Linked DNA regions of Mus musculus: regions 2, 3 and 4 are each linked to region 1. A link is a contact called in public HiChIP or PLAC-seq and promoter capture Hi-C data. All regions are on one chromosome and are shown on one strand. Each heading gives the region's core, a stretch centred on a gene start, on an enhancer-like site or on the middle of the called end of the contact. The rest is flanking DNA. Distances are from core to core; before and after follow the strand shown. Region 1 has its middle 30 kb from the start of Gm46411. Region 2 has its middle 25 kb from the start of AI463229. Region 3 has its middle 16 kb from the start of Gm47754. Region 4 overlaps Gm40915 (a long non-coding RNA gene).

Evidence for each region. HiChIP or PLAC-seq counts read pairs in DNA pulled down with a chosen protein or histone mark. Capture Hi-C pulls out chosen DNA fragments and counts their contacts.
Region 2: a RAD21 HiChIP or PLAC-seq map of pro-B cells shows a contact between it and region 1, with 4 times the contacts expected there. The contact joins two enhancer-like sites. A contact is called at or near these places in 1 of 15 datasets of contacts at CTCF or cohesin (pro-B cells), 13 of 484 Hi-C or Micro-C datasets (the P5424 cell line, Th1 cells, bone marrow-derived dendritic cells and 10 more), 9 of 115 datasets of contacts at active chromatin or transcription factors (CD8 T cells, DN3 thymocytes, the SCID.adh cell line and 6 more) and 1 of 9 other capture datasets (embryonic stem cells).
Region 3: a promoter capture Hi-C map of liver shows a contact between it and region 1. The contact joins two enhancer-like sites. A contact is called at or near these places in 1 of 39 promoter capture datasets (the SN4741 cell line), 7 of 484 Hi-C or Micro-C datasets (the HL-1 cell line, the HPC-7 cell line, beige adipocytes and 3 more), 8 of 115 datasets of contacts at active chromatin or transcription factors (DN3 thymocytes, acute myeloid leukemia, bone marrow-derived macrophages and 5 more) and 3 of 9 other capture datasets (adipose tissue, embryonic stem cells and liver).
Region 4: a contact with region 1 is called in an H3K4me3 HiChIP or PLAC-seq map of pro-B cells, with 4 times the contacts expected there. The contact joins two enhancer-like sites. A contact is called at or near these places in 7 of 484 Hi-C or Micro-C datasets (bone marrow-derived macrophages, brown adipocytes, cardiomyocytes and 3 more), 15 of 115 datasets of contacts at active chromatin or transcription factors (bone marrow-derived macrophages, cardiomyocytes, craniofacial prominence and 11 more) and 1 of 9 other capture datasets (liver).

Annotation. Positions count from the first base shown.
Region 1 is chr13:37,826,228-37,833,381 of GRCm38.p6, forward strand. It overlaps a transcript of Rreb1 not described here. Among named protein-coding and RNA genes, the nearest start is that of Gm46411, 30 kb to the left of the region's middle. Within about 2 kb of position 4,739, at least 56 of the 459 cell types and tissues checked have an H3K27ac peak or open chromatin away from gene starts, as enhancers often do. A contact at or near this core is called in pro-B cells, where this site is marked.
Region 2 is chr13:37,689,073-37,695,493 of GRCm38.p6, forward strand. No RefSeq gene overlaps it. Among named protein-coding and RNA genes, the nearest start is that of AI463229, 25 kb to the left of the region's middle. Within about 2 kb of position 3,164, at least 38 of the 459 cell types and tissues checked have an H3K27ac peak or open chromatin away from gene starts, as enhancers often do. A contact at or near this core is called in pro-B cells, where this site is marked.
Region 3 is chr13:37,593,367-37,600,110 of GRCm38.p6, forward strand. No RefSeq gene overlaps it. Among named protein-coding and RNA genes, the nearest start is that of Gm47754, 16 kb to the left of the region's middle. Within about 2 kb of position 1,970, at least 51 of the 459 cell types and tissues checked have an H3K27ac peak or open chromatin away from gene starts, as enhancers often do.
Region 4 is chr13:37,618,132-37,624,284 of GRCm38.p6, forward strand. Gm40915 (a long non-coding RNA gene) reads right to left here. Exons shown (of 4, transcript XR_873251.2): 3 at 4,718-4,887. Among named protein-coding and RNA genes, the nearest start is that of Gm40915, 6.4 kb to the right of the region's middle. Within about 2 kb of position 2,245, at least 179 of the 459 cell types and tissues checked have an H3K27ac peak or open chromatin away from gene starts, as enhancers often do. A contact at or near this core is called in pro-B cells, where this site is marked.

The DNA.
Region 1 (7,154 bases), core at 3,489-5,988:
CCAGAAACGCCATTTTGATTCCTTTTCCGGAACAAGTTTGCATCTCTCCTCGTTCTCTCCCCGAAGCCCACCGGTCCTCACCGCATCATGCCTGGGAGCCCAGCACCCTGCCGGGCCGTAAGTACGCGTCCCGGGTCCCCCGCTTGCGGCACTCCGGTGGTTGCGAGATGCCCGGGGCATTGCCGGAGCGACCTTTTAAAGAACTTTTTGGGGATGGGGAGGGTGAAGTGTGCAGAGCGCGGTGTACTTCTGAAACTCGGCGTTTGGCAGAAAGGACCCGCGCACCCTGGCAGCATGCGCTCGGTTGGGGCTGTGGGGTAGGGGAGCCGGGATGAGCTGGGCAGCCCTCTCCCCTCGGGCTGCGCGCCCGGCCGCTCCTCCTCCTCCTCCTCCCCTTCCTCCGCTCCTTTCCCCTTCCCGAGCTGCCGGCTCTGCCAACCAGCTCCCAGCGCGAGCCGCCGCAGCGCCCCGCCAGCAGGACCTGATGCGCATCCATATTAGCCGTCCGAGCGCAGGAATCCGGCCCGACCCGCGCCGCCGAGTTTATTTTTAACCAGCCCTGCCGGGACTCGGATGGTGCGCGCACCGCGGGCCAGAAACATCTTCCCAGCGCTGCTCTCCATCTTCCGCCCTCTCTCCCCCGACATCCTCCCCCCCATGTGGGAGGGGAAACTTTTCTCCTACATACTTTCTAGTCCCTCTCGGGTCGGGAAGCACGGAGATGACGGAGCCAGCCCGCCGCCGCAAGGTATCCGGGGGTGCCCACCCGGGGTGCAGGCGCGGGGGCCGTGCGTTCGGGGCTGCTCGGTGGGAGCATCCGCCGCGCCCTGCTCTGCGGACTTTGATCCTCCCGGGCGGACGGCGCCGACCGGGAGGGGCGGCAGGCAGCCCCGAGCCCTCTGCGAGTTCCCGGCTGGCGGCGGGGCTGTGAGCGACCACCGTCGCTGGGAAGGAGGGGAGGCGGCGACCCGGGCCGCGCCGACGCGTATTGTTGGTGACTCCGAGGCTGGCTGGGTACGAGCTTTGGGGGAGCCCCCGACGTGGGGCGAGCCTGCATCGCGGAGGGGGGGCTCGCGCCCGGCGCCGTCACGAGCACAGGAAGGAGGCCGGGAGCATCCGAGGCGGGGCCGGCGCCCGCCCCACCGCCCAGCTGTGGAGCGCGCTCGGAAACTTTTGTCCGCCACCCGCTGGACCAATTTTTCTGGAGTTCTGAGGCTTCGCTTTTTCCTCACACCCCGGCCTGCCCAGCCGAAAGAGGGGGTTGGGGGAAGCCGGTGTCCCCCGGGGAGGGGGCACCGACGACTTCGAGAGGCACGGGCCCCCCCATCAGGCCCAGCTCCCCGCGCCCCCTCCCCGTTCGCGGTCTCTTAGGAAACTGCGACCTTAATGGTTGCTAAGGAGCAGGGGAGGTCCTTCCCGTCGCCGGCCCCCTCCCTGGGAGGCGGTGTGTTTTCTGTACAGGGCTAGGGTCGCATCGAGGATGTGACCCGCTCTCTGGCCCGGGGTGAGTGCGGGGCGCGGCTACGGTGCCTGCGGGCAGCCGGCCGAGGTCTAGGGGCGTGGGGACCCCACTGGGCTCGGGCTCGACCGCTTGACAGGCGCCGCGTGTTGCTAGCTGCCCTCGTCCGCGGTGCATCCGTGATGGGTTATAAAAGAGGAGGAAAGTTATTTTTCCTTGCTCAGCAGATTTGCCCTCCCTCGTTCCTTACTGGTTAAGAGATAGAACGTGAGCCCAGATCCGGACGAGCAGTTCACATTCCATTACGAAATTCTACACGGCTTCAGAGCCAGCAGCAGCACTCATTCGGGGCATTTCGGAGGAGATTTTCTTCTTTGGGGGATGCTGGTAGTGGTGGTGGTGGCGGAGACCGATACAGGGTGAATAAAAAGCAACTTTTGTCGGGGTGTCGAAAACCTTACCCTCAGGTTTCCATTGTTAGACTGCTCAACACTGGGTCTCGTTTTCGAGTTAGAGCTAAGCATATCCTTGTGAAAGCCTATGGGAAGAAAGTTGGTTAAATAAAGATGTTGGGAGTTGGCAAAGTATTCTTGCAAATGATTCTGCAAAGGCTCACTTGTTGCTTGTGCATCCCTTGGTTGTGAGATTCCTTTTTCAGATAATATGGTGGTCTGTGTCTGCGTGCGAGTTGTTGTGCAATAGATAATTGGAGTGGAAGGTGGAGAAATGAGAACAGCCATGAAAAGAATGTGTTGATGGCTTTTAACATCCTCTAGGTTTGATGCTTTCATGAGCAGGCAGGTATAGTTTGTAATTTAACCCGGAAGTCTGAGTTGGAGGCTAAGGTCTTGGTTAAAACTCTTAAGAAAATTCTGTACGTAAGCCCTAAAAGAATCCATAGTTTCTTCGGAAAGAGTTCAGTATACTCTTAAAACACGTGCAAGGGTGGACTCGTTTTAGAGGTTTAGAGTTGCTGTTTGTTTGTTTTTACCTCTGCCCATTGGGGTACCTACTGATGGGTCTTCCTTTGATGTATTTGGTTACAGTGAATTAAACATTTGAATGGCTCTAATCAAGTTTTAAATGTGTGAAAAAAAAACCCTCCCCAATTTTTACAAAAGAAAGGGAGAGAGGGGTACTTTGATTTAATTATTTTCCCGTTCTCCATTTATTTTTGGGTTAAGTTGCACTGTCTCCATCTTACAACATACTTTTACGGTAAGATGGCTGGCTGTCTTTTCAGCATGTTTTGTTTTTTAAGAAATGCTTTACTCACTTAAGAAATGCTGTTGATGCTCAGTGGTACATGGAATATTATTCTCGGCCGTTTCCCTGGATACCGCATTATTCCTCATCAGAAACTCAGACAGCATAACCCTTGCCGTGGACGTGATGGGGAACGTTTGCCTGACTCAGCTGGTTACAGGTGGTGCATTCATTCCTAACCATTTACATCATCAAGCAAGTGACCTTTTGATGGAAGGGGCCTTTATTTTAGATTTCTTCAGACAGAACCATCTGAGAGAGATTATTTGCATCCAGTACAGGTAGGAAGGGGAGGGGAATGCAGTGTGTTAGTCCTCATCTGATCAACAGCTGTTTATTGCTTTTCTGCCCCTAAGTCAGGCACTAGGTAGCAGCTGTTAGCAAACAGCTTCTGGGTTGCTTTTTGTTTGTTTGTTTGTTTGTTTGTTTCACTTTTCTGTTTTAACCTGCTGCTGTATTGGTTCACTTCCTAGGTCAGTTTGGAAGTCTGTCTTTCTATTGTGTGCCCACTCTAACATCTCTTAACAGCTTCAGCTAAGTAAATTTCCTGGTTAATGAAGTTGAAAAAAAAATTCTATCCTCTTAGGGTTTTGCGTGACATAGTTAATATAAACTTTTACAGAAATTGGTTAAACAGGCTCTCTAGAAGCAGCTAGAAGTGGGTTCTTTTGATGTTTTTATTCATTATCCTTCTGAAAAGTAGGTGGTGCTTAGAAGGTCATAGGATAAGGGTTGCTAAGCAGCTAAACAGAAGGATGCTAAAATTAACTGAAGCTTTTTTGAAAGGGAGTCCTTCCCTGTTTTACATTACCTACTAGGTTTAATTAATTTCTGAATCTTCCATGTTCTTTGATCTAGGAAGGTAGTATGTTAAAGTTGGTCTTTGTTTTTGTTATTATATTCAAATAATCTTCCTTTTGTAAGTGTCTTTAATTGAAGTTCAGTATTCTCTCAGTATTCTCTTGACTCCTTGCTGTGGTGTCAAATGGCAGCTTGTCTGGGGTGACTTTCTTGTCTGTGAAGAGGTAGAACTTCCCTTTTGTTATTCACGTATAACTTCACCTGCTTTTGCATTAATAAAGGATTTTTATGTTTATTTTGGAAATTCTACATAATCCACAAAGTGATGTTTTGCCATTGTATTTTTATTAAACGTTTGCATTCAAAAGATAGAAGTGCAATATAGTATCAATAGTAACTACAATATAGTCCCTCCTGATGAGAGGACAATGGCTTTCTTTCCTCCTAGATTAGATTGTGGATGTGGCTGTTCCTGGTCCATGTTACCCTACTTCCCTGGCTCTGTCTGTTCAACCCAGCTCATAGATAATCTTTTTTTTAAGTACTCTAGGTTTAGAATATATTTGGAAGGACTGAACAGATGTTAGAAGGCAAAAGTATTATGACTTGTGTATTGTCTTAGTGTTTCAAGGTTTTTGAAGTTTTTCATGATGAAAGATGCAAGCTGGTGGCTGGAAACCCTCCCTTCTGTTGGGTGGCAGGCCCGCTGCAAAGCCAGCAGCTTCCCTGCCTCAAGGTTATGCGTGTTTTCCTGACCTATCAAGCAGGCCTCCTTGAGTCATATTTTTATATTCAAGTGTAATTAAAAGATTGATAGGTTTTCTCTCTCTTCCCCCCACCCCCTCAATTTTTTTAGATTTAGATTGTGCTTCTAGGGTGGGAGCAATCAAGTACCTCTTTGAAATGCATGCAGGGGTCAGAGAGTGGTTTCCATGCCCAGGGGTGAGGGGTAGGGGGTGGGGGTAGATCCGAGGTAAAAGGTGTACCGTCTGAACCCGGAGGGAAGTATAAGATGTGCTTTCTGAAATGCATCATTTACTTTTAACTTCCCCCACTCCCACATGGCAAGCGGACCAAGGAAGGGAAACCTGGCTGCTGGTGTTTTCTTTACTGCAGAGGTAGAAGAATGAGGAAGATGGGGAGGAGCCTTCCCTAGTTAGCAGTTAGTCTCCTTGGGCTGTGTCATCAGCCCAGCTTTTCTCAAGGTCTCTCTTGTCACGTCCCTTGGGTGCCCAACAAGGTCTGAAGGGCAGCTGAGCATGCCTGGAGATTTCACCCTGCTTGTTGGCAGCTGAAGAAGAGGGGGAGGGAGGAGGGGAGGGAGGAGGGTCCAGGGAGCTGTGAGCTAGCATCCCTGGTTCGAGGAGCCTGCAGGCTGCAGGCTACCCAGTCTGTCTGCCCATCAGTAAAGGTGACTGCTTGTGAATAGGTGCCTCAGACAAAGCAGTGGGAGGGCGGAGACTGTTTGTTCTGTGTGAATCAGGCCACTAGTGCTGAGAGCATTTGAAAACCTCTGTGAAGGCCAGGGCCTAGGGACTGGCTGCTTCTGTGGCGAGTCACCTGCAGGCTCCTTGAGGAGAGGGACTCACCAGCTCACCTGGAGAGGGAGAATGAAATCCCCCACTGGTTTTGTCAGACAGCCAGACTGAAAGAGAAAAAGTCTCCGTGGGGGTAATTAGATAAAGCTTTTAAATGCTCTATTTGTTTTTCCCCTGAGCTTGCTTGGTATTTCATCCTTTTACCCCCCGCCCCCTTTTTCAAGACTGGGGAAGGATTGTTACAAAAGCAGTTGATAGGTAGTTGAGTTGCTTTTACACCCTCTCCCCCCCCCCACCCCCTTAGCTTTTTAGGCTAAGTGTCAGCCTCTGATTGTGAAGACTGTTAGCAAAACTTCTAAAGTTTACATTCAGAACAACAGGGATTTACAGCGAGGTCCATCCTGACCCCTGATTCCTAACTTCAGGCCAGCACTGAAAGCTGATGCTGGTTGGAGGAAGTTTGGCTTTGAGGACTTAGCATTTAATATTTACCGTGGGTGTCTCTTTCTGTGGTGGTGCTTTAAAATAAGGTCAGGCCCTTTTGGAAGTAATTCTCCGCTTGAATTTGGAGGCAGGAGGGAAGTAAACAAGCACAAAGCCCATTGGCTGCGCTGCTGCCGCTGCTGCTACCGATGGGGATTCGGTTATCCACGCACGCCTCTCCTACCTCCCATTGTAGGGAAGCATTGTAGGGAAGGATAAAATGAATGTTCCAGAAAGTCAAAAACCTATAAATGGAAGAGAGTGGTATATTTTGAGTTCAGGAAGCCTTGCGGGTATCCACTCCAGATTTCCTTTCCAGAACTTGGTTCCTTTACCTTTAGCTGAATTTACCTACAAGTTTCTCTCTCAGTGGGGGTGGGGTGGGGACTGCACCTTTTGCTTCCAGTGTGGGGAGCAGACAGGCAGGACAAGCAGATCCCTCTTAATGGGGTTCACTTGGGGATGGGCTTGAGGAGGAAGACAGGAGCCAAGCTCAGGGTTTACTTTTCAAAGGGATGGTCGTTATAGCCTTTAAGCAAGAGGGACAAGAGATGCCATTACACTTCCTATAGTGGTCAGGGCAGCCTCCTCCACCCCCATGCAATGGAGACTTGATTATCCATTCAGTCTCAGAAATCCAGGAGCCAAGGTAGAAAAAAAAATCTACTTTTCAATAGTAGGATTTAGGACCCAGCTCTGCCCTGAGTATGTCCAGAGCCCTCAAACAGATCACGAGTACCACCAAGAGGGGATGGGGTAGGGGGTTACACTCCATATCGCATGTATTCTGTGTGGAGAAATTCCATACAGCAGCAGGTAAGCTCTTTATTACATGCCCGTAAGGGAGCTCTGTTGGCAGGTTCAAAGTATCACAGACAGTTTGAGGGTGGAGCAATGGTTGCCTGCCGGACTGTTAAGTAGATTTGAAAAACCCTGTTACTAAGACAGTCCCAGGAGTCGTCTGCTTCTAAAACAACCTTGGTTCACTGACAGGAAGCTGCCCCTGTAGATGGCTCAACTCTGCCATCATGTTTTCAGCCACCCTTCTGTCAGGTTCCCTCATTTTGTAAGTTATGTGGAGTACATAACTTTTTTTTTTAAGTGTTTGAACTAGCCCCTACTTGCTTGATGCTTTTGGGCACTCACAGTCTTTCTCCGTTTTGTTTCTCAGATTTTTGTACAATTCTTACATAATCATCTATCTTTTATTCAAGGGCAGCTTTCCTGAGCCTTTGGCTCAGATGCCTCTAGAGAGAAAGGTGGGTTATCCCATGGCAAGACAGGATGGGGAGGGAACGAGGAGGGGGCCCAGGGATGGAGGGGAGAGAGGAAGTGCTTGTTTGTATGGGACCCCAGCTGGAAATGTCTAGAAGTGTCGGGGGACACAAGTACCACTTGCTTCCAGCCTTACCCTGGTTTTTCTCTTCCACTGCTCAGTGTGTCTCGCTCAGACCGGAGACAAGGCCCCGAGTCCTGGGGGGAGAGTAAGGGAGCCAGTGTTCCAGAACAGGGAGGACTGTGATGCTCTGAGCTTCCAGTTGTTGTGTTGTGTGCCTCTGGACCTTTTATCTCTCACACCAGTGGACCAGCTGTGCTAAGGGGACTCA
Region 2 (6,421 bases), core at 1,914-4,413, 140 kb before region 1:
TCGTATCTCCATTCCCGACTCTCTTATTCAAACAATCAAATTATAAAATTTAGTTGGTACATTAGGCATCGTAAAAGATGAACACTGAAATTTTGGTGATGTACTACATGTTGTCTCCTTGCATCTTTTCTCTCTCTCTCTCTCTCTCTCTCTCTCTCTCTCTCAACAGCTAATTGTTCCATGCTTGGCTCTTTTACGATGTTGAGGTGAATGACATGGGTGTTGTAACACACCATTGCACCACTCCTGACCTTGTAATGACGTCAGGGGGAGGCTTATCCTGCTGTGGTGATGCCTGTGGACCATGGGTGATAGAAACCACAGAGAACAAATCCTTGGTAAGGGGGACAGACTCTGCTGTGACTCTGTCTCTCTGCTCCACTTCACACACACCCGACCAGTGTTTCTCTGTTGGTGTGTGTCTGTGTGCATGCGCATTTGAGTGTAAGTGGGAACACTTGTGTGCGGGTAGGTGTGGAAGCCAGAGGTTGACACTGGGTGTCTTACTCAATAACTCTGCACAAGGCCAGGTCTCTAATTGAACCCTGATTTACCTAGTGTAGACAGCCATCTCCTGTCTTTGCCTCTGGAGGGCTGTGAGGACAGGCAAACTGCTCTCACCCACATAGCTGGGGACCCAAACTCTCCTCCCTGTATACTCTTTATTTGAGAAGCCCCATAACTTGTGCCTTATTTAAAAAAACAAAAACAAAAAAACAAAAAAAAAAAAAACAAAAAGCAGGAGGATTTGCATGCAATTACAGTAGGATGGGACATGGATGGGAAACAGGAGGAGGAAGGGCTTCACCACCAAAGTGTTCTCCCTTTGCTCCTCTGGCTTGTTTACATTTTTAAAAATCAACCTGTGTTACTCACAACCTGTGGTACTTGTGTTTCCTCATTGTTTCTCTCTCTCTCTCTCTCTCTCTCTCTCTCTCTCTCTCTCTCTCTCTCTCTCTCTCTCCTTTAAGACATGGTCTTACTATGTAGCTCTGATCCCGAAATTCACTTATGTAGACCAGACAAGGATTCTCCCGCCTCTGCCTCCTCTGCCTCCTCTGCCTCCTGCCCCTGCCTCTGCCTCTGCCTCTGCCTCTGCCTCTGCCTCTGCCTCTGCCTCTGCCTCTGCCTCCTCTGCCTCCTCTGCCTCTGCCTCCTCTGCCTCCTCTGCCTCTGCCTCCTCTGCCTCCTCTGCCTCCTCTGCCTCCTCTGCTTCTGCCTCCTCTGCCTCTGCCTCCTCTGCCTCCTCTGCCTCTGCCTCCTCTGCCTCCTCTGCCTCCTCTGCCTCCTCTGCCTCTGCCTCTGCCTCCTCTGCCTCCTCTGCCTCCTCTGCCTCCTCTGCCTCTGCCTCTGCCTCCTCTGCCTCCTCTGCCTCCTCTGCCTCCTCTGCCTATGCCTCCTCTGCCTATGCCTCCTCTGCCTATGCCTCCTCTGCCTCTGCCTCTGCCTCCTCTGCCTCCTCTGCCTCCTCTGCCTCCTCTGCCTCCTCTGCCTCCTCTGCCTCTGCCTCTGCCTCTGCCTCCTCTGCCTCCTCTGCCTCTGCCTCCTCTGCCTCTGCCTCCTCTGCCTCCTCTGCCTCCTCTGCCTCCTCTGCCTCCTCTGCCTCCTCTGCCTCCTCTGCCTCTGCCTCTGCCTCTGCCTCTGCCTCTGCCTCTGCCTCTGCCTCTGCCTCTGCCTCTGCCTCAAGTTCCCAAGTTCTGAGATAAGGCCATACACCTGGCTACTCATGGTTTTTGTTATTTGGGGGGCAAGGGGGTATCTGCATACATGTCTTTTTGAGGGTGTCAGATGTCCTTCAGGTGTGTTACAGAGGTGCTACAGCAGGTGTTACAGAGAGTTGTGATCTGCCATTTGGGTGATGGGAATTGAAGCTGGGTCCTCTGGAGGAGCAGCTAGTACTCTCAACTACTAAGCCATCTCTCCCAATACTCAAGTTTTTCAGAGGTGTATAAAAGGTGGAGAGAACTGTGTACCAGATAGAGAGAGAAGGCTGCAATCCTTTTATACCCATGATTCCAAACAGCAGCACAACTGAGAAGTGAGGCTTGGGACTGTTGCCCTGTAGGGAGGGGAGGCAATAAAAGCCTCCCCTGGGCTGTAGGGTAGATGGTCTGAGCAAGCGACCCAGAATGGTGTCGCTGCACCCTCTCGCCACTGCTCTAACCCACATGTTATACCCATGATACCTCCCTTCCCTTCCTAGAGAATCCTACCAGGAGCCCTCCACACACTTGGCTAATCATGTACTAGTAAGGGGCTCATCAATGCTCCTTAAGAAAGAGAGACTGAGAGATCAAAATTCATCCCATCCATTCCATTATTAATTTGTTTGATTTAAACTGAAGACAAATTTGAGACTCACACAAAGAAACAACCCTTTAATAGAGACTGTCGCCTGAGGAAGAACTCTCTGAGGGGACGTTCTATGTCGGGGAGACCTCTGAGGGAGAGGAGATCTCTGAGGGGGAAGAGATGGCTCAGGGGAGGAGATCTCTAAGGGGGAGATATCTGAGGAAGGAGGAGATCTCTGACAGGGGAGGAAATCTCTGAGGAGTGAGGAGATCTCTAAGGGCGACCTCTAGAGATCTCTGAGGGAGGAGATCACTGAGGGAGAAGACCTGAGGAAGGTATATCTCTGAGGAGGGAGGATATCTCTGAGGAGGGAGGATATCTCTGAGGGGGAACTTCTTGAGGAGAGATCTCTGAGGGAGGAGATTATGGACAGGAAAGATCTTAGCAAAGGAGAGCTCTAACAGGGTGGAGTGGGGGTGGGGGGTGAGGGTAATGGGTCTGAGGGCTCCCAAGACCCAGAATGAACTTTTCAGGATGAAGCAGACAGGACCACCCCCACCAAACTGAGTGTGTTGGCTCCCCACAAAACTGAACTGCCAGGCAGGTCCCCACAAAACCTACCCTTGGGTAGAATGGTTCCTTGGCCTCCTGGGCATCATGAACAAGATGTGAGTAAAGACATTTTTTTTTTTTTTGATGTGATTCAGAGAAGGAGCTTTCTTGAGGTACTGGGTGGTTTATTTCCATTTTCTAAATGACTTCTTGGCTAAGCAGCTGCTCCGGGCTTTGAAAGCTCAATCTGAAACACAGGGAAGGAAATGACAGGGGCTGATGGGGTGGGCAGGTGTCAGCTCAAGGGAACATGTGCAGAGCATTATGAAGCCACAGAGGAGCTGGCAGGAGCCCCCACTGCAGAGTCATGGGCCACGGCCTTCTGCACAGCCTCCAAGAAGAAACCACCTGTTTGTTGGCCAGAAAGACCAACTGCTCAATGCGCCTAGATGGAGTCGCAAATACTGTCGTGATTTAAAAACACAATTGAAAACACAAAGCAAAGTTGATTTCTGCACACACTTATTGCCAGCAACATGGTCCCAGACACACTTGGCTGTTTGTACATCTTATCTCTAGGACAAAAAAAAAAAAAAAGAGGATCCTAAAATGCTGTTCTGCAAAGAAAGAAGAGTATGAACTCTCAGTGTTTATGGTGACAAAGAACACGTACGTGAGAAGGGAAGACGGAAAGTAGGGATCTGAGAGGATACACACACATCTGTGTTCATGGCAACATCATACACAAGAGGCAGCCAGTAGGTGGAAGCTACTCACATCCATTCTGACAGATGGAGGGGTTCAAAGCACATGCAATGAAGCACTATTTTATTTTGGAAAAAGGCATATCCAATGTGTGCTCAACTCTCGATGATGCTGACTGAATGAAGCAAGCCAGTCCCCAAAAGACCACGACTGTGTCACTTATGTGGGGTACCGACCAAGAGTAGTCAGATCCATACAGACAGAAAGCAGAGTGAGGTGGCCAGGGCATGGGGGAAGGGGAGAGAGAAACTAGTGTTGATTGGAGTGAGTTTCAGTTTGACAATGACAAACTTCTGAAAGGACGTGGTGGTGGTCAACAACCTAAGTGTCCCTGATTCTACAACACCTCAGAATGGCTATGATGGTCAATTCACCTTATACAATAAAAAAAAAAAAAAAAAAAAAAAAAAGTCATCAGTCAAGACCGCATTTTGAAGGTTTGTTTTATGTGTGCATGCGTGCGTGCGTGCGTGCGTGCGTGCGTGTGTGTGTGTGTGTGTGTGTGTGTGTGCACATGCACCATGTGATGCTAAGTTCACAGAGAGGCCAGAAGCAGGCATCTCATCCCCCTAGAGTTGAAATGACAGGAAGTTATGAACCTCCATACGGGTGCTGGTTACTGCACCCATGTTGTTTCCCTAAGCCTCACCGCAGTCGCCATGTCTTGGAATGTCACTGCATGTAAGGAAAGCCAAGCACGAGGGAACACCATTGATAAGCCGGTTCAGGCTTGCCTCACACGCCAAACTTCTCAGCGGTAAAACAAACAGAAGCAAGCACGCTCAATTCTTCAACTAGTTCCCTCCCGAACTTTAGTATCCAGAAGTTCAATTTCCTTCTCTATCAACTTAGGTTCATATCACTTCAGCCTGTGGTCAAAGATACATCCACAAATATTACTTACAGCCATTTTCAGGTCATTAAGCACAGTCTGTGTTAAAGTTAGCCTTGAACCCGCAGACCTAGGGAAGACCCTGAGTTACCTATCTTTTGAGCCCTCTCCCTGTAGTCTGAGAAACTGGCCAACTGCAGAAGAGCATCCTTCAGATAATTAAAAAAAAAAAAAAAAAAAAAAAGCAGAAGAGACTGGACAGGACTGAGCACTCATGGTCATGGGTGATTGAGAAGGTCAGTGGTAAAGTTGAAGATAAACCCAACTCTCTTTTAAGTTCCAGGTCGTGAAAAGGCATAAGGCAGCATACAGTAGTGGGAAACTCTAGACAGTAGACGTTTAAATCCTAGCTCTGCCTGGTACTTAATTATAGAAACTTAAACTCAAGCACATTTCTAAAGCTTTTAAATTCTGACTTCAAATGATGGGAATATCTTCCTCCCAGGGTGTCCATGAGGGATGCATTCCAGGCCCCTCTTGTAGATAAAAATTCCACGATGCTCAAGTGTCTTATATAAAATGACATTGTATTTGCCCAGGATGTTCCACACACTTTTAGTCACCGCTGGAGAGCTTAGAACACCTCATTCAATGTGTGTCCAGAAGCTGTACTGTATCGCTTAGGGGATAGACACACTAAAAGTATCCTATGTATGTTTCATACAGATACAAATAGATCCTTTGGGCTTTTGGATTTGTTTTCAAATAGTATGAATCACAGTTGGTTGAGTCCTCAGAGACAACAGATACAGACAGCGCCCTGAGCCGGGCAGTGGTGGCGCATGCCTGTAATTCCAGTACTTGGGAGGCAGAGACAGGCAGATTGCTGAGTTCGAGGCCAGCCTGGTCTACAGAGTGAGTTCCAGGACAGCCAGGACTACACAGAGAAACCCTGTCTCAAAAAACAAAAACAAACAAACAAACGAGAGCGCCCTGTAACCTGCCGTTGCATAGGGCAGAGTTCAAAAGAGGTGGAGGTTGAGGAAGGGGGCTTCGCTCTCTACTGGGTCCCTCACTGCGCTTCCGCAGAGGCCCACTGAGCATGCAGGGGCAAACTGCAATTGACACTTGTGAGTATTTTTAATTGCCCCCCAGAATTTATAATTTTCTGCATTTGGCTTTATGAGCATTTAATGAGGACAGATACTGGCTACATCTGCCAAAGTCCATACTGGTGGTGGTTGTCATCGTTGTTGTCGTCTTCATAGTTGTTGTGTTTCTCAATGCTGGGGCCTGGGGCGTCACACAGGCTACTCAAGAACACTGGCCTTAAGCCCTACACCTTTTTTTTTAGATCTTTGTTTCAAGGCAGGGTCTCCCTCAATTGCCCAGGCTAGCCTTGAACTTGAGACATTCCTATCTCAACTACCAATGAGCTGGGATTATAGGCCTGTTCTTAGGATTTGCTTAAATTATCAACTCTTACACAATATTATTATTAGATTTGCAGGCCTCTAAACAAAATACGTTGAGGGATACCTTCTAGTTTCTACTATCCTGCTTGCATCATTTCAAATCTCTGAATCCACTTCTGTATACAAGACAGCATGTCCTCAGCCATCAAGGATGGTGTGGTCACTCAATGTCCATCTTTTTTTTTCTTCAGTGCTTAAACTGAACCCAGGACTTCATGTATGCTAAGCATCTGTTCTCCCTCTGCACTACAGCCCAACCTCTTACAAATTCTTTTTAAAAATAGTTTTCTTAAGAAGAGGAAAGAAATACGAAAAAAAAAGAAAAAAATAGTTTTCTTACTTTTAATTTTGAGATGGATATGTGCACATAAGCAAAGGACTTCAAACAAAACTTAGCATCTAGCAATTGCTTAATAGCATTGAATATGATCAGAGGGGTAAAATGATATGGTGACTTTCTTTTAATAGAGGAAAGGACCAAAGTTTAGAAAGTCAATGTGCTGGC
Region 3 (6,744 bases), core at 720-3,219, 240 kb before region 1:
CACAGGATATAATGATGTAAACATGTAATCCCAGCACTAGGAGATAGAGGCTGAAGGACCAGAAGTTAAAGATTGTCTTTGGCCATCGGGTAAGGTTGAAGTCAGCCTGGACTACAAGAGGCTCTGTTTGTGTTTATTTTCTCTTTTAAAGCCCCTCAAAATTCATAAACAATAAATAAATAGAATTGAGGAGCCTGTCTGTCTCTCCCCGATTAAGAACACATAGAAACAGCCATCTATGAGGAATAAGCCATCACCATGATCGAATCTTCTGATACTTTGCCCTTGGATGTCTTTGTCTTCGTTGCCTTAAATTCTGTTGTTTACCAACTTATTATTTAAAAAAACAACAACAACAAAAACCTATCACAACATAAAGGAGTGTAACCGTTGGTATCAGGACCTCCAAAACCAGTGATGTCACGTAATCAGGGCCTGCAGGCCTGATGCCAAGACAACAGCCACCATATTCCCAGAATCCACTTGGCTCACCTCCCACCTTTACCTGTGTTACATCATCACTCATATATAAAGAAAGGCCCCCGATTGCTCGCTCTCTCTCTTTTTCTCTCTCTCTCTCTCTTTCTCCCCCCCCCCCTCTCCCCCCTTCTCTTTCCGCCACCACCTTGCCCCTCTTTCTCCCAATAAACCTCATGTAGAACTGTTTGGCCTGGTGTCATCCTTCTGAAGCCGCGAGGCATTCAAGATCATAACAGCAACAGTCTTACTACCTTCATTTATCTAAAGTCTCTGCGCTTTAGTATAAAATCTTTCCCGAAACAAATGAACAAAAAAACCTCTATCATGTCTCCTCTTCTCCCACACAATAACCCAACACTCTCCGTGCTGCTCTGCCCAAGATAAGTGGCAACTGCATTAACGATTGGCCCAGCGAGACATGACTGCTGGCGGAGTTGTGGCACACACACCACTGGAGTAAACAACTACTTCCTGGTTGGATTTGAGTCCCACTCCACAAGATGAAGCCCTTACCTGACACCATTATTAGGCCAAGAATGGTGCTTAGACGGGTCATAGGCCCTAAGGGAGAACTACTGCAATCATGCTGCTAAGTGGGCACAGTACTAAATTGAATCCCATTGACTTATCCCATAGATCAACCCTCATCTGAGAAACTTCTATTTGCAATAGATGATAATTAATACAATGACTCACACCTAACTAGAGTGCACAGAATATGAAAGTGCAGAATGTTTAGTTGTAAAGGAAATATATGAGTGTGTGTGTGTGTGTGTGTGTGTGTGTGTGTGTGTACGTGTGTGTTAAGAACCTTCTGGACACAGCAGACAGCTGCACAAATGCACTCACAGTGCTGGTTGTGACTGTACACACAAAACCCATGCAAGCCCAAGCCAGACCAAATCCTAGTACAGAGATGGGAACTGGGCATCCAACCCACCCCAAGCCACGAAGCCACTGGTAATTGTTATCCACTGGGAGGAGGAGAGATGGTTGTCTCTAAGAGCATAGATCTTGGTAAGTCAGCCACACCCCAGTGGAAGATCATATTTCAAGAATATCTCGGGCAGCACAAATTGGTCCTTATGGCTTGTCCTTTTTTTTTAAGGACACAAAACTGAGTAGATAGCAAAGGACGGTGGGACAGGGGAATGACTATGATCAAAACACATTGTTATGAAACTCAAAAATCTCAAAGCACTAATAAAAATTTAATTAAAAAGTAGTGGCTAATTTGCCTAAATTTTCATCATCATTATTATTGAAGTATAATAAACAAGATCCACAATAAAGCAGGGCTTGGGGGTTGCACTGTGGTGTCAGAACTGAGAGAAACGGGGCTGAGAACTCTCCCTGTGAAATGTTATAAACAACAAAAGAAGTAGGGTGAGTTACCTTTGGATGACCACAGTTACAGCAGAGGCAGAGCAGCAGTTTGACTTAACACCCTTACCAGAGGGAAGCCCCGGGGAGGATCCTAACTCAAGCTCTTCTGGGAAGAAAGTCCCTGAAAGAATGTCACACAGAGTTAAAGCTTGACCCGCAGTTTCCGTCCCAACTGCTGACTTCCTCAGTTTTAGAGTCTCCTTGTGGCAGATGTCACAGCGGATCACAAAGACTGTTGAATGTGCTTAAATAATTTGCTGTCTAGCAAAACGAACCACGGGGGACGGAGCTGTTTCCCTGTAGGAGGTACCCTCTCTCAGAGCTTAGGGATCCTTCCAACCTGTGCACCGTATCCTGGTCACTAAGTGCCTTACCCTTGCATAGGGAGCAAAGACTCTCTCACTTTGGGCTCCTGGAAAGGTTAGGCTGTCCTTTGAGTTCCAGTTCAGCCTGTGCAGAGACATAGCGGCCTTTGGGGCCCATGGACAGCTTTTCTAAGCATCCTTTCTAAACTTCCATGAGCTCCTGACCCTTAGGATCTTAGGGGCCATAGTTTTCAGAAAATGAAATCTGGATTAAAATACATTCATTTGCACTTGGTTTCTCAGACCTTAGAGACCAGTCTCAGGACATTGCACTTTACAGAAGGTTTTTCTCTTTTTCTCTGCTCGTCCTTTAAGTGGCAGAAGGGAGTTAAGACAGGATCTTTCTTCTCTAGAGATATCTGACCTACAACCCTACAGCCTCCCTCTTCAGTTCCCATGCAGATGGGTCCCAGTTAAACTTCTGCTTTTAGAGGCTGGCATGGTGGGGACAATTTGCAGCCAGGACCTGGAGGGCTGAGGTGGGAAGATTATGAGGTTTTGGCCAACTCGGGCTACATAGCGAGATCTTGGCCATAAAATAAAATAAAATAAAATAAAATAAAATAAAATAGGCACCTGCTGAGACAAAAGAAATTCTAGCATTTCCAAAAAAACAACCAAACTACAAGAAAAACAATCAAACAATAACATCAACCACAAAAACCCAAAAATCTATAAACTGAGAAACCATTTAAAATGTCCTCAGCTAGAGTAGCCGTGTTCACATTGAATATGTAAAAAGTTGGTGTATTTTAATTTTCCACAAGAAGCTGATGGGACTGTATGCCCATATTCAGTTTAGCCCAATGGAAAGCCAACACAGCCAGCCTTCACACCTGAAAGGAATTGTTTCTATGAACTAACTCTTATGGCCACGTTTTACAGTATAAAACGAAGTGGTATTTGCATATAAGATATATACAGCCTCCTCTAAACTTCAAATCATCCCAATATGCCTTTTGATAGTGAACGTGATGTAAAGACAATTGCTGCCCTGTTGTGTTGAGGGAATAAAGACACACACAAAAAGTCTGGGTGTGTTCCGAACAGACAACTTTGTTTCCCTGCATCTTTTTTATCAGTAGGTGGTGGAATCTCTCGATGCCCACAGGTTAGAAGGCTAACTGTACGAGTCACATATGCTTGTGATTTTAAATTTGCTGGTAGCCACATTAAAAGTAAAAAGTAACAGATGAAATCAATTTTAGAAACATATTTTATTTACCCAACATAACATAAACATCGTCATTTGAACATACAGTGAATGTTTAAAAGTTATTAGTGAGCAGTTTCCAGTTTCTTTTTTTAAAATAGATTTATTATTAGATTCTCTCTCTCTCTCTCTCTCTCTCTCTCTGTGTGTGTGTGTGTGTGTGTGTGTATGCATGTTTTGTTTGCATCTGTGTCTGTGTCTATGTGTGGAGCTGTGAGCATGAGTACCAGTGATTGTAAAGTCCAGAAGAAGGCATCAGCTCCCCTGGAGCTTGAGATATACGCGGTTGTGAGCTGCCTGTCGTAGTTTTGAGAACTAAACCTTGGTCTATCCAAGAACAGTACAGTGCTATTAACTGCTGAGCCATTTCTCCAGATCGCCACATCATTTTTGTGCTAAGTCTCTGGACTCTTGCAAGCTTGTTAGAATAACAGTGCATCTCAGTTTGGGTAAAGCATTCCTCATGTGCATAGAAGTGGGTCATGATGGAAGGCAACAATCTAGCTATCACAGGACAGCTGGAAGATTCCCTTAAAGAACACCGTTCTTGCCTGCTCCTTCAACGTTCGCTTTCCTGAAGACCTGTCGTCGCTGGCTTCGTCCTAGAAAGCTGTATAGACATTCCTATGAATCATGAATTTGTGATGCCCTTTCCTTCTCTTTAAATCATTCCATAAAAATATACCATTTCTCACATGAAAGCCCGTCAGCATTAACATACACTTTCTTTGAAATCTAAGAAAGGGGTTTTGAAAAAGAGAAATTGAAGAAAGCCTGAGGGTTGAATTGGTGAGCGATGTTCCTGTAACCTTGGTCCCTGCAGGACCCACTGAAAGCTAGTCCCATAAACTCGTAACACTTTGACTTCTCAAAGTAAATGTGTCACTAAACATCCTGTGCAGACTCAGCCCAGTTGTTCAGTAACGTTTGAAAGCCAAACGCTACACCACACTAAACCAGCCCACTCCGTTGAGAAAGCCAGAGAAGCAGGAAACCCATGGCCCTTAAGGTGTAAGGCAGGGACTGCTTGCCTGGCACAGTTCCGGGTAAACCTCTTCTTCTTGCTCCATCCTCTGCAGAGAGCAAGGGGGTCCAGCTTGGTTGAAACTTGGCCCCTACCCAGTAAACTCGCCAGCCTCGAGGATGGACCCATACTTGCTGGAGCCTCTCTGCTAGGGGTCATGGAGGCCACACGTCCGAGCCCTGTTCCTTGAGAGGCCTGTCAGTCCTCTTCCCTAGCTTTGTCTTAGCAGCCAGCTTCTGGGTCCCAGGACTTTCAGCACAAAGACTGCTCTCAAATCAACTCCAGCTCCTAGGTGCTGCTCCTTTCAGTAGTTCTCATCCATTTTCTCTCTCTCCTTCCTGTCTGTGCGTTTCTTCTTTCCCTCTAAGTATCATGTCTCCTGACCCCATCCCAGGGCTTGCGCTAGATAATCACCCACAGAACACGTGGCTCCCACCTTGCTTCTGGCTTACACTCATTTACACGAACCTTTGCTCCCAGCCTTGCTTGTTTTCCATCTCCTCCTCTAAAACCAAGCTAAGTCCCTTCCAAGTTAGGCAGCTCCTCCCCTCCTCTAAAATCAGCCATGGTGGGAGCAGAGGGCAAAGTTTTCAGTCCCAAGTCATCCAGGGGCAACCTGGGGTTCCAGAACCTAGCGGTCCCCTTCACTCATTGTTTCTCAATTCACTTCTTCAGCCGTGCACTCTAAGCTGGCTTCAGAGGCTCTTACTGTGGAAAAGGTTGTGAAGATGTGAAGAATGAATGATGCAACAAGACAAATCACGTGGGGAGAGCTGGTCACTTGCTTCGGCTCTCTAACTTTGGGAGTTGTGAGAAAAGTAACTTTGGAGTCATTCATTCAGTGCCGACAGCAAGTATGATAACAAAGTAAAATAAACCAGGGATGAGGGCACATACCTCTCGGCTGGGCACTTGGGAGGCTGAGAGGGATGAGCTCAAGGTCAGCTAGCCTGGTTACACACACACACACACACACACACACACACACACCACACCACATACAAACACATGCCACACACCACATACAAACACATACCACACACCACACACAAACACACACCACACACCACACCACACACAAACACATACCACACCACACACACAAACACACACACACACATACACACACACCACACCACACACAAACACATACCACACACCACACACACACACACCATATCACACCACACACAAACACATACCACACACCACACACAAACACATACCACATACCACACACACATACACACACACACCACACCACACCACACACAAACACATACCACACACCACACACAAACATACACCACACAAACACACACCACACAACATATACACACCACACATACACACACATGCACACACAAACACATACCACACACATATAAACACATGCACACACAAACACACACTACACACACACACCACATACACACATATCACACACACATATACACACCATACACACACACATACCACATATACACACAAACACATACCACACACACACCACACAAACACACACCATACATATACAACATACACACACCACACACACATACATACCATGTATACACACATCACACATACACATCACACATCACACACACACAAACACATTCAAGCACACACACAGGCCCTAAAAGCAAAATAGCTCTGTCAAAAAGAGGATAAATCAAGCTGGAGAAATGGCTCAGCAGTTAAGGGCACTTGCTACGCACCTATTTGACCCAGTTCAGTTCCCAGCATTTACATGGCAGCTCACAACCTCTATAGCTCCAGTCTTAGGGAATAAAATGGTCTCAATTGGCCTCCAAAGGTCCCAAACAGATATTCATGCAGGCAAAAACACCCATACACATAAAATTAACAATTCATACTTTCAAAAGATTAAATCAGAGAGAATAAATGTATTACTTTGAAATAAATTCCCACAACAACACACTTTTCACAATAATAAGTACAGTTTGAACAGACTGCCGGCCTGCAGAAGTGTTTGTTCACAGAAGCAGACAGAATCCTGCAAGGCTACCCCAATGCCCTCAAGTCCAAACTGCCAGTCTTTAGGAAACAGGCCCATCTCAGCATCCCCTGACATGCAGCTGGTTAAGGGTAGTCTGGCATCTCTCTCCCCAAGCTCCATGATAGATCTCAGAGCTTAGTAGCCAGGGCAGATCAGCTCTAATTCCTATACTTGGAGATATGACAGATAGATCTTCTTGCACAGCACTGTGACCCCTGGTGTCATGTATGAGTGTACAGAATTGCTGTGGCAA
Region 4 (6,153 bases), core at 995-3,494, 210 kb before region 1:
AGCATAGAAGTCGTGGAAATTGAAATTGTCCAGTTGGCAGCCAAATGCTCAGTAGGTTCTAAATAAATAAAAATAATTTTCTTGGAATAGAAAAAAAAATAAGGCTCAAATGTATGTAAAATTTTAAAGTGAACAATAATATAATGAATTTTAAAATAGAGAGGGGAAAGTGAAATTCAAAAGTGAGTGAGTGGGGTGCTTGATACAGCTTAGTGGGTAGAAAGGCTTTGCAGGCAAGCCTGAGAACACGAGTTCGATTCCCGGTCCGGGTGCCCACATAGTAGAAGGTGAGAACTGGTCCCTACAGGTTGCCCTCTGTCCTTCTCACATGCACGAGTCATATACACACATGCAATGAATGAATAAATGTGATTTTAAAAGATTAAAAATGAGCAAATAAAAATAAAATGCACATGGGCCTAGGCCGATGGTTCGGACGGTAAACCGTTTCCTCCTAAGCATGAAGACCCAGATTTGATCCCCAGCACCCACATCAAATCAAAGCTGAGCATGGGGCCTGAAGAAAGGGCTCTGAGGTTAGAGAGCCTGCTGCTCTTCCAGAGGACCTGAGTTCAGTTCCCAAAACCCACGCCAGAGGCCTCACTACCGCCTGTAACTCCGGCTTCAGTGGATCCAAGGCTGCCTTCTGGCATCTGTGGACACTATGAGAGACACAAGAGAGACACTCGAAAGTAAAAAAAAGAAACCTTAAAAATAAAAATAAAACGGGTATTACTCTATGCACCTGTGATTCCAGTGCATTGCACAAGGAGAGGGGTGTAGCCTGCAGCTCACTGGCCGGCCATTCTGATCAGTAGAGTCAGGGAGACCCTGGATCCAGGGAAGAGCTTATATCTAAACACAAGGGAAGCAGCCAGGCATACTGGTTTACGCCTGTAACCCCAGCACTTGGGAAGCACCTGCAGGCAGATCTCTGAATTCTAGACCAGCCTGCTTCATACAGCAAGTTCCAAGCCAGCCAAAGCTCCATAGCAAGACCCCGTGTTAAAACACAAAAACAAATAAACACAACAACAACAAAACCTAAAACAAAAACAAAAAAATCAAGGTAAGCAACTCTTGAGGTGTAGGTGTGACAGGACACCTGGGGTTGTCCTCTGACTTTCACGTGTGCAATCACACAAATGCACAATTCAAGGGAGCTGAACTATAGATGCAGTCAGCCTAGGTACCTGCTGATGGATGAATGGATAGAGAGTGTCACACACACACAACATACACTCACTCATGCACACTCACATATACATACAACATACATTCGCTCATTCACATACTCACACAACACATACACACACAACACACACACACACGCACGTGCACACACACACACACACATACACACACACACAAATACTGCTTTTTTTAAAGACAGCTTCCTCTGTGGCCTAGGCTGGCTTCAAATGCCTCCTCCTCTTCCTCCTCCTCCTCTTCCTCCTCCTCTTCTTCCCCCTCTTCCTCTTCCTCTTCCTCCTCTTCCTCTTCCTCCTCCTCCTCTTCCTCCTCCTCCTCCTTCTTCTCCTCCTCCTCCTTCTCTTCCTCCCTGTCCCCTGATGCCAGGATTTCAGGTTAGGATCACCATGTTTGGCCTAAAACTTTAAGTTTTGTTTTGTTTTGTTTTGTTTTGTTTTGTTTTGTTTTGTTTTGTTTTGTTTTTTTCTTTCATCGGCCCTCTAGTGTGCAGCTGCCCTAGCAGGAAGAAGGGTGGCAGGAAGGGGTGGCTCTGTGACAGCCTGGCCTCCGAAAGTGGCGGCTTCTCAGTGGTTTTAAAGGTCACTTGCTGACCTGACCGTTGCTGAGACTGAGGAAACACACACAGGAAGTGTTATGCAAGTGAGCAGAGAGACTCACAGGCTCCTGCCAGGAGGTCTGAGCCGATGCTTCGTGCTTTGTGCCACCCTGTACAGGTTCCCACCTCAGGAGCCCTCCAGTACCACAGCTGTGGCCACAGCCTGGCCGGATGACAGACAGTCCTGTGTGTGTCCCCCCCCACACTGAGCTGACAGCTGAGGACTGGACAGGATGGCACCAGTCTCCACCAGCTAGGGACTTTTCAGAGCAGGTATCATGAGAGCTACTAGAGGACTTGTGACTTTTGTCCCACAGTCAAACTTCAGGATTGCACAAACCACCAGCCTGGAGTGACCTTGCCTTGTGGGGAAGCAAGAGGAGCCCAGGCTCCCACGCAGACAGTAAGTCCACAAGGGTACAGAGTACCAGCGCTCTGAGAGCTTAAAATACACCCACAGGAGGAGTGAGGCCGGCTGGCTGCTCACCTTGGATCTGCACAGCACAGAACAAAGGGAGCCCTGCCTTCGTGACAGACAAATCCAACCCCAAAGTCCCTTTTCACACACATAGCCCTCATTGGCCAATGGCTCTTTGGCCTTCCCCTCTTCTTCCTCTTCCTCCTCCTCTTCCCCCTCCTTTTCCTCCAGGCTGACAAGCAGACAGACCCAAGGTCACCCCATGTCTATACTAGCCTGACAGCCAGATGGCCTCCTTCATCACCCAGCCTTCTCTGCAGGCTACATCCCAGATAGGCTGGGAGCTGACCCAGCATCTTAGAAAATTCGAAAATTTACCCTTTCCTCTCCCTACCCCCACCCCGCCGCCAGCAAACCCAGGTCACTCCAGTTCTAATCTCCTACTCGCTTCTGCTGAGTCTGCACTGGTTTGGGACTAGATGGACCAAGCCCTGAGCTCTTTCTGCAATATTCCACATTTGACCACAGTAGGTCACCATGTGCTATAGAGGTGGCAGGGCCTAGCCTGGTTTCTATATCATTAAAAAGAGTTGCAGATGCCTTCCACTGGCTTTTGGTAACTCATCCAAAATCAGGAAACAGGAAGAAAACTGAGCTCCTGGAACTGTGGCCCCTCCCTCTCTTCCACCTGGATTATATGTTTCCTGTTCGTACATAGAAACTTCCAGAATGGTCAACATGGTGATGGGTGAGCCGGGCGTGGTGGCGCACGCCTTTAATCCCAGCACTTGGGAGGCAGAGGCAGGCGGATTTCTGAGTTCCAGGCCAGCCTGGTCTACAAAGTTAGTTCCAGGACAGCCAGGGCTATACAGAGAAACCCTGTCTCGAAAAACCAAAAAAAAACCAAAAAACAAAAAAAGATGGTGATGGGTGATGGGAACCGGTTTGACCATCAGCAAAGCTGGAGTGGTATTGGATGGGACGGTTTCAAAGTCACCAGGCTGACCTCAGAGCATCAAAGTGTGATCTTTTGACAGTGCAGGCTGATACTTTGCAGATAGTGCACGGTGGGCACGCTTTGTGAAAGTACTCTAGCCAGCATACTCCTGCTAAGTCAGCCAGGACACTACATGAGAAAGACGTAGCCCAAGGCCAGCACGCAGCTGCTGTGTGAGGACAGGAGTGACAGGGTACCATTCTGGGCATCTAAATATAATAGGCAATAAGCTTGAGTCACTCAGACTTAGACTTTATGAGCCAGCCATGCTTTGATGGCATACCAGGTCACAAACAGTTCTCTTCCTTGGGCTACACAGGCCCATCCTCTTGTTAGGTCCTCTCACACTCCCTCTTCCATCACATAAAACAGGATGATAAACCTGAACCATGATGACTAGAGATAGCAGATAGCAGCTACCTGAAGGAGACCCTGGACCAGGGCAGATATAACTATGGTGGCCTCAAGCCAAAAAATCACTCACAGAGCCAGACAGAGCCAGCTCTCCTCACTGTCACATGAAGAGAGAGAGACAGGCTCAAGACTTCTTTTTCTACTTGAAGCCTGGTTAGGCTTAGAGTTTAGCATAGCCACAGTGTCCTCTTGAGGCAGTGCACACTAGAGAAAGATTATTATCCCCTGGACAGGACAACATTCAAGGTGTAGGAATGATCAGACATTCACAGATATACACACACCACAGAGACAGAGAGATAGATACATATACACACAGACACACACACCACACTGATAGACACACATACACCACACATGCACACACAGATAGATACACACATAAAAATACACGCAGACATACACAGATAACCACACATAGAGATACAGACATTCACAGACACACACAGAGAGAGATAATCACACACACATACATAGATAGATACACAGACACTACAGAGAGACACACAGAAATCAACACATATAGAGAGATGCACACACATAGACACACAGAGATATACACACAGAGATGCACACAGAGAAATATACACACAGAAACACACACACAGAGAGAGAGAGAGAGACAGAGAGACCAGTTTCTAGCATCTACTTTCTAATTAAATGTAACAAACCACCAGCTAATTCATGCCATCAACTAACACGGACAATGTGGGTGGAGCCGCCCTGGGGTGTTAAAGCCTTGGACTTCAAGGCTCTTCGTGGTTGGCAGCCTCTCCACTCCTAGGACAGCTACAGGTCCTTAACAAAATGTCATGTCTGGGTCATCTACCCGGTCATATTGACTCACCAGTCAAACACTTCCTTTCTATTGTGTGGGACTCAGACATACTAGGGTTGAATGTAGTCCTTCAAGCATCATAGACTGGAAAGTTAACCTCCAGTTTCACACGCTCATGGTGCAGAGGTGGGGACTCCAGGAGGCTGTTAGGGCAGGTGGGAGTAGGAATCCTAGGATGGTATGTGTGGCTCTTAAGGAAGAGGAAGAGAGACCCAGACTAGCACATTTGTTAGTCTGTCTTACCATGTGCTGACTTCTGTCAGGTGACTGGAGAGATGGCTCCGTGGTTAGAAGTATTTGTGGCTCTTCTAGGGAACCCTAGCTCTGTTCCCAGTATTGATGCCAGGTGACTCAGAGTGCTTGTAACACCAGCTCTAGGGAATCTCACTCCTTTTCTTGGGTTCCAAGGGTACCTGAACACATACACATACAAATACACACTTACATAAACACATAAAAACTAGTAACAAAAAGAAAACTTTTAAAGTACTTTTATTTGTTTTAAACATTGTTACTCTTTTATTTATTTTGAAACAAAAAGTTGCAAAACACACACACACACACACACACACACACACACACACAAATTAGCCAAACCCAAAGTCTAAACAACTTAACCAACTTCTGCACAGCTAGAGTATATTTATATATTTTTAATAGTTTACTTAGCGTTATTTTATGTTCATTGGTGTGAGGGTGGAACTGAAGTTACAGACCATTGTGAGCTGCCATGTGAGTGCTGAGAATTGAACTCGGGTCCTTTGGAAAAAGAGACACTGAGCCGTCTTTCTAGCCCCATATTTTTATATTCTGAAGCTAAATAAACAAAGGTGTAAAAGGATGCCCACCCAGGGCCTGGCACGGGCTAAATATTGCAGATCTAATCTCTTACCTGCAATTCTGAATCCAGATATCCCCTGAACGCTGAAACTCTCTCTTTTTGGCTGTATTAATTGTGGTGACATTGCTGTGACAATAACTGACTGAAACTTGGTAGGGAAGATGGACTTGGGCTCAGAGTTTCAGCCCATCATGGCAGAATAGCTCACTGCAGCGAGAACACACCATGGAGTCTTTTCAGATCATAGCAGACCCCAAAGCAGACAGACCTGAGCGAGGAGCGAGAAGCGACTCCAAATGCCTGCTCCTGGATGTAAGAGAGGGCACATAAACATATCTGTGTAGGGGCTGCCTTAGGAAGAAGCATTGGAGTCGCTGTTGCCTGCAGAAGGAGAGAAGGGACTGCGATGGACGCAGAAGGAAACTGAGGCTGCCTGGCACACTTCTCATGTACAGTGGAATGCTCCCACCACATGTTAAACACATTGTAAGATTATCAAGTAAAGGGTTAATAAATGTTTAACTCCCATCACGATGGGAGGAGCTGAGCCTGGTGGCACAGGCCTTGATCCCAACACTTGAAAGGTGGAGGCAAGAGGGTTAGGAGTTCAGGGTCAGCCTCGGCTATGAGTTGAAGGCTAGCCTGGGCCAACTGACCTTGTGAAAAGAGAGGAGTGGAGGAGGGGATGGAGACAGGGAGACAAAGAGGGACAGAGAGACAGAGAGCAGAAAAAGAAAGGGAGAAAGGGAGGAAAGTGGTGAGCGACAGAAGGAAGAAAGGAAGATTCACCGTATTTGTGTCAAGAGTCCCTGAAAATTCAAATCTCTGTACCATTAAC